Regions from separate parts of the Mus musculus genome. Here regions 1 and 3 are each linked to region 2. A link is a contact called in public ChIA-PET and Hi-C data. All regions are on one chromosome and are shown on one strand. The core of a region is the stretch at or near the end of the contact, and the rest is flanking DNA. Distances in the headings are between cores, read along the strand shown.

Region 1 (2,722 bases), core at 111-2,610, 870 kb after region 2:
TTTGGTTCCAACATAGACTGGGTTTGCTTGAGAAAGCCAGTGAGCCCGTGGTGGTTGCTGGGAATTGAACTCAAGACCTCTGGAAGAGCAGAGTCAGTGCTCTTAACTGATGAGCCAGCCCTGAATATATTACTTTTAAAATAAGAAGAAAAAAGATATTTGTGAGTTCTGTAATATTAGTAGAAAAACCAAGCCAAGTCTGTCTCTAAAGAGGAACGACTAGTTCATGCTTTCTGATTGGCCCAGGTCTCTGTAGCGCCTCTCCTCTATACCTGGGCAATGTTTAATTCAAGTTGCCATAGAAACTTGGTACTGGTAAGCTCTATACTTCTGGTTAGAAGAAATCATGTCTAGGAACGGTGTCCACTTTATTTATGAATGAACCGATGTATGCTTATAGTTGCTTCTTTCTCATGGGTCGGGGCTTCAGAGTCTACCTTTCGTGCTCATCAAATGTAAACCATGGGGAAGCAGATGTAATGAAGCATGTTCACAGCGGAGAAAAGATTTCCTTTGTCTCTATTTTAAAAGACTGGAGGGACACATGCCTAATATTTTATATTGAACATATTACTAAATATACTTATGTTGAATGTTACTAAAATATTTATAGATGCTTTGCTTACACACAGACACACAGAGATGCACACACACACAGACACAAACACACAGAATAGTTGTTAAGATGACGAGCTGTTTACCCAGAGGATCGGGAGTCAATTCCCATTCCACGTGGTGACTCAGCTTCAGTCCCAGGGGATCAGATGTCCTCTTCTGGCTTCTACAGCCACCACAGGTATGTAGTGCCCAGACAAACATGCAGGCCAGATACGTGAATACGTTTTTAAAAATTGCACTTAGAAAACGAGACTGGAGAAATGATCAGAGACACTGGGCTGAGGAAAGGTTCAGGCCCCTTGCCTGGACCCTACGAAGAGAAGGACACGTAGGATACAAAGGTGATGTCCTTGCGGACATGTCCCCTGACTCTCCATGTACGCATGTTGATTGAAGAGTAGTAATTACATAGGGTCAAAATCTATCAAACAGTCGCCAAAAATGATGTTGTGTACTGAATGTGAATTATAATTCAAAAGAATTGACATGTCTAAAGACCACTCTAATAAGAGCACAGTTTCAGTAAAGAGTTAAGCGACCAGAGGTTCACACGCTAGCTGCATCCTTGGGCACCAAAGGGAAGGATGGAATTGTGCTGGATATGTGACCACATGAAGGAGAAACTGGGCTGCGTCACCAACCAGCCTGTACTTTCTCTTTGAAGTGATAGAGGTGAAGGGTCGGTCTCTCTTTTCTTCTCATTCTGACCTGTTTCTGTTGTGCTGGTAACCCAGGGCCTGGCACATGCTAGACAGGTGCTAAACCACGGAACTGGATTCTCAAGCATCATGCTTTTTAAACCACGCTTATCCCGTTCAGTTCGTTAACTACGCGATTTCGACCTCATGGAAACGATTCCTCCGTGGTCTGTGCACCTGTGGAGAGTCAGTCACGTGGTTGGGGTTTCTTTCTTTCCCCCGTGTTTGTTCGTTACTTCTTTGGGCTTTTTATTTGCGCCTACTAATCGTTTGAGAAAGAATAAAACTACACTTTCTCTTTTCGCCTCTTTCTTTTCCAAAATTTATTTCCCCGCAGATGGTGCCCAGGCCTGTTGACTAACACGCTGTCAGCTCCGTTTAGTGTCTTCGCTAGTAAATTGTGTTTTTTAGCCAAGTCTGAGATTTTGATTAATGTATCCTGTGGAGGAGAAAAGAGAAAAGAGAAAGGAGAAATGTAATTATAGTCTCAAACAAACAAACAAAAACCAAAGTAAAAGAAAGAAGGAAAGAAAGAAAGAAAGAAAGAAAGAAAGAAAGAAAGAAAGAAAGAAAGAAAGAAAGAAAGAAAGCAAGCAAGCAAGCTACTAGAAGGCAGGGAGGGAAGAATGATGGAGGGATGGATGGATGGATGGATGGATGGACAGATAGAGGGAGGAAAGGAAGGAAGAAGGTTTTTGAAGAGATCCATTGATCTTATATTAACAAGTTCAGTAAATAGCACTGAGAAGATGCAAGGAAAAGCTTGAAGCTGCGGGTATGAGGATTTTTTTTTTCTCATATCCAAAAGATTTTTTTTTGTGTCAAGAAAACATAGTCGTTTGCTTGCGATTTAAAAATATTTTCTTTAAGAGCTACCCATTAAAAGCCCAGTATTTGTCCGGGGTATTGATGCATGGTTTTAAGTCTAACACGTGAGAGGCGGAAGCAGAGACAAGCATTGTGAGTTAGAGACTAGCCTCTAGCGGAGAGACTGGATGTCAAAACAATTTAAGTCTGTTAAAATTGAAGGCTATTTAGAATAGACTTAATCCACCAATAATCTCAATGAAGACAACCGTTTTGTATCTTCTCACTGACAGATTCAGGCTGAGCTGGTCACAGTCGATAATTAGGCTCCTATACAGTTTAATGAACTAAAGCTTTATAAATGTTGAAGGATATTTATGATTTCTAAAGTGCTTCATCCTCCTTTAAGTACTTTACATGCACATTTATGACCCTAGCAGGCAAAAAACTCTCAGATTCTTAACTTCTGAAACCTCAGAGCCAACGCCCACTGACACACCTCCTCCAACTAGGCCACAGTTACTCCAACGAAGCCACAATTCTTTTTTTTTTAAGATTTATTTATTTATTTATTTATTTATTATTATAAGTACACTGTA
Region 2 (2,972 bases), core at 136-2,635:
ACATGCATGTGGAGCTAAGACTTCCTTTAATTTAGGAAGAGGAAGTGGGATCCAACTAGCTCTGTGGGTGAAAAGGTCCCAGAAAGAAAGGCACCTTAGACAGAAACTTCTGGATGGCTGATGGCGATTAGAATTGCCAGGACCGAGGAGAGGTTGATATTGCAGGTCCAGAGTCTAATTACAATTTATCTTGGGCTACCGTTTAGCCCCTTTAAAGCATCTCTTGCCTGCCTCTGTGTTTGATCCTCGTGACTTGACTGCCAGGTAAAATCACTTGGAATATGTTAACTTTGGAGACCTCCCAGAACTGCCACCAACCAAAAGGTTAAATATGTCATCAGAGAGTTATCTGAGGCTTGCACAGATTTCCCACTTTGCTGTGACCTGCCGGCCTCATGTTTCTACCAATTTATTTGAAAGGTGTCCTCGTGTAAGACTAAAAAGTCATAAATGACTATACAGGCTTCGTGAAACTGTTAACCATATTGGACAAGTGATTTGGGGAAACCTGAATCTGTACCCCTAGGCCATGGCCACTCACATTTGGCTTCAGAAAAAAAATGATCTCTTTATCTTACCTGGGGTAAGTGTTGTATTTTTGCATTGATGGTCTTTTAAAATGGAAGCATTTCTGTGCCTTCTCTATTTCAGTGGTTCTCGGCCTTCCTAATGCCACTGCAACCCTCTATAACACAGTTCCTCATGCTGTAGTTACTCCCAACCATAAAATTATTTCATTGCTACCTCATAACTTTAAGTTAGCTACTGTTTTGAATTGTGACAATTATCTCTGATATGCAAGATGCAAGACAGCTGATATGTGACAAGCCCAGGGGTCGGGACCCATAGGTTGAGAAACCATGCTCTATTGGGTAATTTTTGCCTCCCAATACATAGATTAAAGTCTAAGAAATAGACACAGAGGAAGAAAATCAAGCTGGGAAACTGAAAAAATTTGAGAAGGCACTCACTCACACCGCCCATGCCTGGCCTAAAATTCCCGTGCATAAATTAACTCCTTGTCCAACACTGTATAGAACTTGCTATATTTGGGCTTAGGCCAGTGATATGGGGTTAAACTCACAAGTTCACAAACTGAAAGCCCAGCCTTGGCAGGGTCTTATCAAGCCAAGCCCAGGTCCATGACCTTCAAAGACGTAGACCCTGACACAGAACTCACACCATGGTACATGCTCAGTTTCTGGTATAATACTGAGCGGGGGGAAACGGCATATATGCCACAGTTGCTAGACTCACAGTAAAGCAAAAATATTCAGAAAACTAGAAGTCATTAAAACAGGACACTGAACAGCCAGGCCGTTGGCCTGAGGGGCTGACAGGGCAAGGCCACAGGCCTAGGGAAAAACAACAGGAAATAGTGTCTGGGCTCCTTTGTGTAAGTTAGGAACATGGTGACTCAGCACTTCCTGCTGTAGGTCCACCACACCCTCTGCTGAGCTGAGCTGCCCTCCCATCCCAGGCTCCCTTTGGTCCCTGAAGGAACCACCTGGAGACTTTCAAATACAAAATAAAAGGGCAGGCTTTGTAGTTGTTATGGCTGTTACTATACCTCAGTACAGTTTTACTTATTTGCATATTGTTTCCAATATTAAAAAAAAAATTAAACCCTTTAGACTAGGAAGGCTATCAACCCAAATACTAAGTAGCCAAAGGAGTTTGTTTCTAGCTGGCTCTCTGTCTGTTTTGTAACCACTTACTTTTATTTGACAGAGGCTGTCTCCAACCTTCAGGAGCTTCTCGTTGTAATAGTTGGACGGCAGCCTGGGAGCATATTTGGTCCAGATATTAAACAGCGTGGTGGCACTGTAAGAGTCATGAAGTGAAAAGACATCTTCAGAATGAGCAGGCAGTGTCAATTAATTCGTGGGCAACCCCTTTCTCACCTGCCTTGTGCTGAGTCTTTCTCATATTCCTTATTGTTAACGTCTAAGGATCAACAAACATTAGTATATCTAGTGTGTGCCCACCGTTGACTGGAGCCCCTTTTTATATGTGTTTAAAAAAAACCTCCTTTTGAGAACAGCTTTTAACTTCACAGTGAAGAAAATCCAGAGATGTTCCTCCATCTCCATCCCCAGGCATAAGCAAGCTGTGTGTCCTCTATGGGTATCCACCCTTCTGGGGTTCTTCGTCTCAAGAGAGATCTTCGAGGTGGACTCGGAAGGAAGTCCAAGGACCATTTTACTAAAGGAAGGAACGTAGTGCAGGCTAGATAAAGAGCCCGGAAGCAGCCAGGAGATGGAGCAAAAGTCATGCCTTTTAAGTTAGGCATGGGATAGAAAGAGACAGATGATTACTAAAGGAGAAAACACTCCCGAGAAAGAAGTGAGCCAGTAAGCCAAGGAGAGAGCCATATGGTATATGTTCTGTTATAGCTCTCTCCTCTCTCTGCTTTGCATTTCATTTGTTCCACGCATGCTCAGTTCCTCAGGTTGTGTCAGGATCTCCAGTGTTCCTCGGCAGACTGACTTCTTTCTTATGTTACCCTTTTTTTTTTTTTTTAATGTATGAGTGTTTTTGCCTTGCATGCATGTATTTGCAGTACCCTGGAAGACCAGAAGAGGGCATCAGATGACCTGTAGCCATCTACAGGTGGTTGTGAGGCACCAGTGGGGGCAGGGAACTGAACCCAAGAGCAGGAAGTTCTCTTCACCACTGAGCCATTTCTCCAGCCCCCTCCCTGGTTTATCTTGATGTAGCTTTTGTTTCGGTTCCTACTTTTTTTTTTTTTTTACTGTATCTTGTAACAACTGATGAGGCAACCCTAGCACATCACGTATTGACAAAGTCCAGGGTTTCTGGCAGGGTTCACTCTTGGTGATGTACTTTTGATGAGCTTCAGACACATGTATAATGATACATATCAGCACTGCTTCAAGATACAATGTTTCACTGTCCTGAAATTCCTCTGGGCTCCACCTACACATTTCTCCCTTGTTCCCTAATCACTG
Region 3 (2,789 bases), core at 167-2,666, 680 kb after region 2:
ATACGGTGCCCATTTAAAAAAAAATAGAACATGAAACTTGAAACATCAAGTAGGTAAAAAAAGAACTTCAGAACAAGCATAGCATCATCCCCCAATCTAAGGGCACGGTTATCGATTGTATACTGCCTTAAGACTTCTGGAAGGCATCCTAGCAATGTGTGTCCTTCTAGGCGACAAAGGTTTCTCCTTTATATACACCCCACTACTTGACTTGCTTCCACTGAGCGTGGGCTGGGTTTGCCTTCACCCTTCCCAACATTTAAAATTCAGCTGGTGGTTTGTTCTTTTTTTTTTTTTTTTTTAATACAATGGAGTAAAATCATGCCTAACAGTTTAATCTTATCTAATTTGCCTAATTGTTTGGGCTTTAATATGTTTTTCATTTCTGTTGACACTTTGGACCCCAAGTGTCCCCAGGCCTAAGACCCACATGCTAAAGGCTTGGTCATCGACCCCGGTGGAACTTTAGGAGGTGAGGCAGGAAGAGAGGTGCCCTTGGGGATTGTGGGGGACGCTTGGGAACAGCTCCTTCTTTCCTGGACCTCTCTGCTTTCTGGCCACCATGACTTGAGGTGTTTTGTTCTTCTGCACCCCTGCCATGATGTTGTACTTCAGCACAGATCCAAGTGACCATAGATTGGAACTTCTGTTACTCTAAACCCTTCCTCCTTTAAGGTATTTCTCTCAGGTATTTGCCACGACAGCAAGCTGACTGGTACAGATCCTCTGTGACTAGAATTTCCCTTCTTACAGTTGCTCTTTAAGGCACATTTCTTGCAACATTAGAAAGAAATCTTTAGGAGCTGGAGAGATGGCTCAGCGGTTAAGAGCACTGACTGTTCTTTCAGGGGACCTGGGTTCAAATCCCAGCACCCACATAGCAGCTAATAACTGTCTGTAATTCCAATACCGGACACCCTCACACAGATATACATGCAGACAAAACACTGAGGCACATAAAATAAAAGCAAGTAAATTACTTTTAAGAAGAAATCTTTGATATAAGGATTTCTTAGTATCTTGATCCTGAAATCATTTGCAGTCTCTCCTCTGCTGCATCCAACATCCTCCGAGCATCCTTTGGTCCAAAGTGGGGAGTGGTGATGTCAGATGAGGACAGTTTTGGAGAAGAAATGGGGGAAAGAACTCTTGTTTTCCTCCCCACTCCATCCCATCCCCCCAACTACTGCCCTGATTCTGTATGTTTGCTCTCTTCTGAGCATTTTACAAAATAACTACCACCTCGATACCGAGTCAACAGACCCAATAAAACTTCCATCTATGGCCACATATGAAGCCAAGCACATCCTTCAGGAGCTGCTGGGAAAGTTTACGCCCCTAGAGCTTTCTTGCCTGTACCTCTGGGCTTAATTAGTCAGCCAGCCCTTAAGCAATCTCCACATACCTATCCTCGTGATGTGCCTGAGGTCAACACAGTCTGCGCCCTCTTCTGACATCATTTTCCCTGCAGAGGAATGTTGCTAATATTTAGTATTTGATGCAATGGAAAGTCTCGATAATAGGATAATCTTTTAATAGTGTCCGTGAAATGAGGTCAAATCTGTGGGGATGTGGCCGTGAGTCAAGAGGCGCCGTCCATCTGGCTGTCTTAAGCAAACAGCAAGTCCTAGTATGGGTAAACAGTTCTTTGGGACACTTTACGTTCTTGCAAAACAAATCCTTTTCAAGGAAAAAAAAAATGGTCAGAGATGGCACTCTGAAGGGTGGGAAAAAGAGACCTTGAAAATGTCTTGTGGTGGCCACCCCTCGGCCACACCCCTGGAATGCCTGAGAATAAGGGTGAGCACCCGTTGGCCTCTGGTCAGAGGTCCCAAGACCACACGGATTTTGTAGTCATTGTTTAGATGATAAAGCCGTCTTCTAATGTAACCTTATCAGAGAGCCAGTGTTACAACTTATTTCCCACAGTTTGGAAGGAAAATATTTATGAGCAGCTTCAATTTTGCAAGGGAGATCGGTATGATAAGAATGGAACCGAGGGGAAGGAGTGTGCCTCGCATGACTGATAGCTTGTTTTTAATCGTTTTCTTGGGGAAGGATGTGTCTGGATGTACTTTCTCAAGCATGATGCCCCGAACCAAGCACTGCAGCCAAGACACGTAAATGTTTCTGTACTATTCAAACGTGAATGACTGTGCCTGACACCTATAATCTTTTAAATGATAAATGCTCAGGTTTCTAGTGTTCACACACGCTGAATAACTAAAAATGCAGAGAGAGAAAAACAGAAATACGTGCTGGATCAAACACTTATTTTTGAAATGTGAGATTGCTCATTGCCATCAGAGCAAGGGATACCGAGACACAGCAGAACAGTTGCTTAGAACACCTTAGTGGCCCTGGATTTGATAAGTTATGGTTTTATTTTATTTTATTTTATTTTATTTATTGTCAGAACAGGAGGAAATAGCAGCCAGATAAAAAAATCTTGCTTTCCAAGAGAAAAAAAAAAAACAACTTCCACTAGCAAAATTTTCACAGGCTCAGCACAGCAATCTGCTGAGAACTCCTGGGTGCCACCAGGAGTAGAGAATAAAGCCTGGTCACTCCAGTTCAGTGTGGGGGTGCAGTGTGGGGGTGCACCTCTTTAATCCCAGCACCTGGCAGGCAGAAGCAGGAGGATCTCTGTGAGTTCGAGGCCAGCCAGGGCTACATAGAGAGATTCTATATCAAAGTGGGAGGGGCAATAAAAACTAAAAATAACAATTAAGAATTTACAAGTAAGACAGGACGTCTCAGTAGGCAAAGGCACTTGCCCTCTGCAAAGG

The links. Hi-C and Micro-C count contacts between places; a contact is called where the count stands out from the background. ChIA-PET counts read pairs in DNA pulled down with a chosen protein or histone mark.
Region 1: an RNA polymerase II ChIA-PET map of memory CD8 T cells shows a contact between it and region 2, with 6 read pairs. The contact joins two enhancer-like sites.
Region 3: a Hi-C map of the G1E-ER4 cell line shows a contact between it and region 2, with 2.7 times the contacts expected there. The contact joins two enhancer-like sites. A contact is called at or near these places in 1 of 15 datasets of contacts at CTCF or cohesin (large pre-B cells), 4 of 484 Hi-C or Micro-C datasets (B cells, the G1E-ER4 cell line and embryonic stem cells) and 3 of 115 datasets of contacts at active chromatin or transcription factors (acute myeloid leukemia, embryonic stem cells and large pre-B cells).

What each region holds. Positions count from the first base shown.
Region 1 is chr10:93,937,546-93,940,267 of GRCm38.p6, forward strand. No RefSeq gene overlaps it. Among named protein-coding and RNA genes, the nearest start is that of Mir331, 25 kb to the right of the region's middle. Within about 2 kb of position 1,361, at least 43 of the 459 cell types and tissues checked have an H3K27ac peak or open chromatin away from gene starts, as enhancers often do. A contact at or near this core is called in memory CD8 T cells, where this site is marked.
Region 2 is chr10:93,068,111-93,071,082 of GRCm38.p6, forward strand. It overlaps Cfap54 (cilia and flagella associated protein 54), which reads right to left. Exons shown (of 68, transcript NM_001347060.2): 2 at 1,719-1,824. Among named protein-coding and RNA genes, the nearest start is that of Gm40739, 5.2 kb to the right of the region's middle. Within about 2 kb of position 1,386, at least 190 of the 459 cell types and tissues checked have an H3K27ac peak or open chromatin away from gene starts, as enhancers often do. A contact at or near this core is called in the G1E-ER4 cell line and memory CD8 T cells, where this site is marked.
Region 3 is chr10:93,747,970-93,750,758 of GRCm38.p6, forward strand. No RefSeq gene overlaps it. Among named protein-coding and RNA genes, the nearest start is that of Gm26239, 58 kb to the right of the region's middle. Within about 2 kb of position 1,417, at least 35 of the 459 cell types and tissues checked have an H3K27ac peak or open chromatin away from gene starts, as enhancers often do. A contact at or near this core is called in the G1E-ER4 cell line, where this site is marked.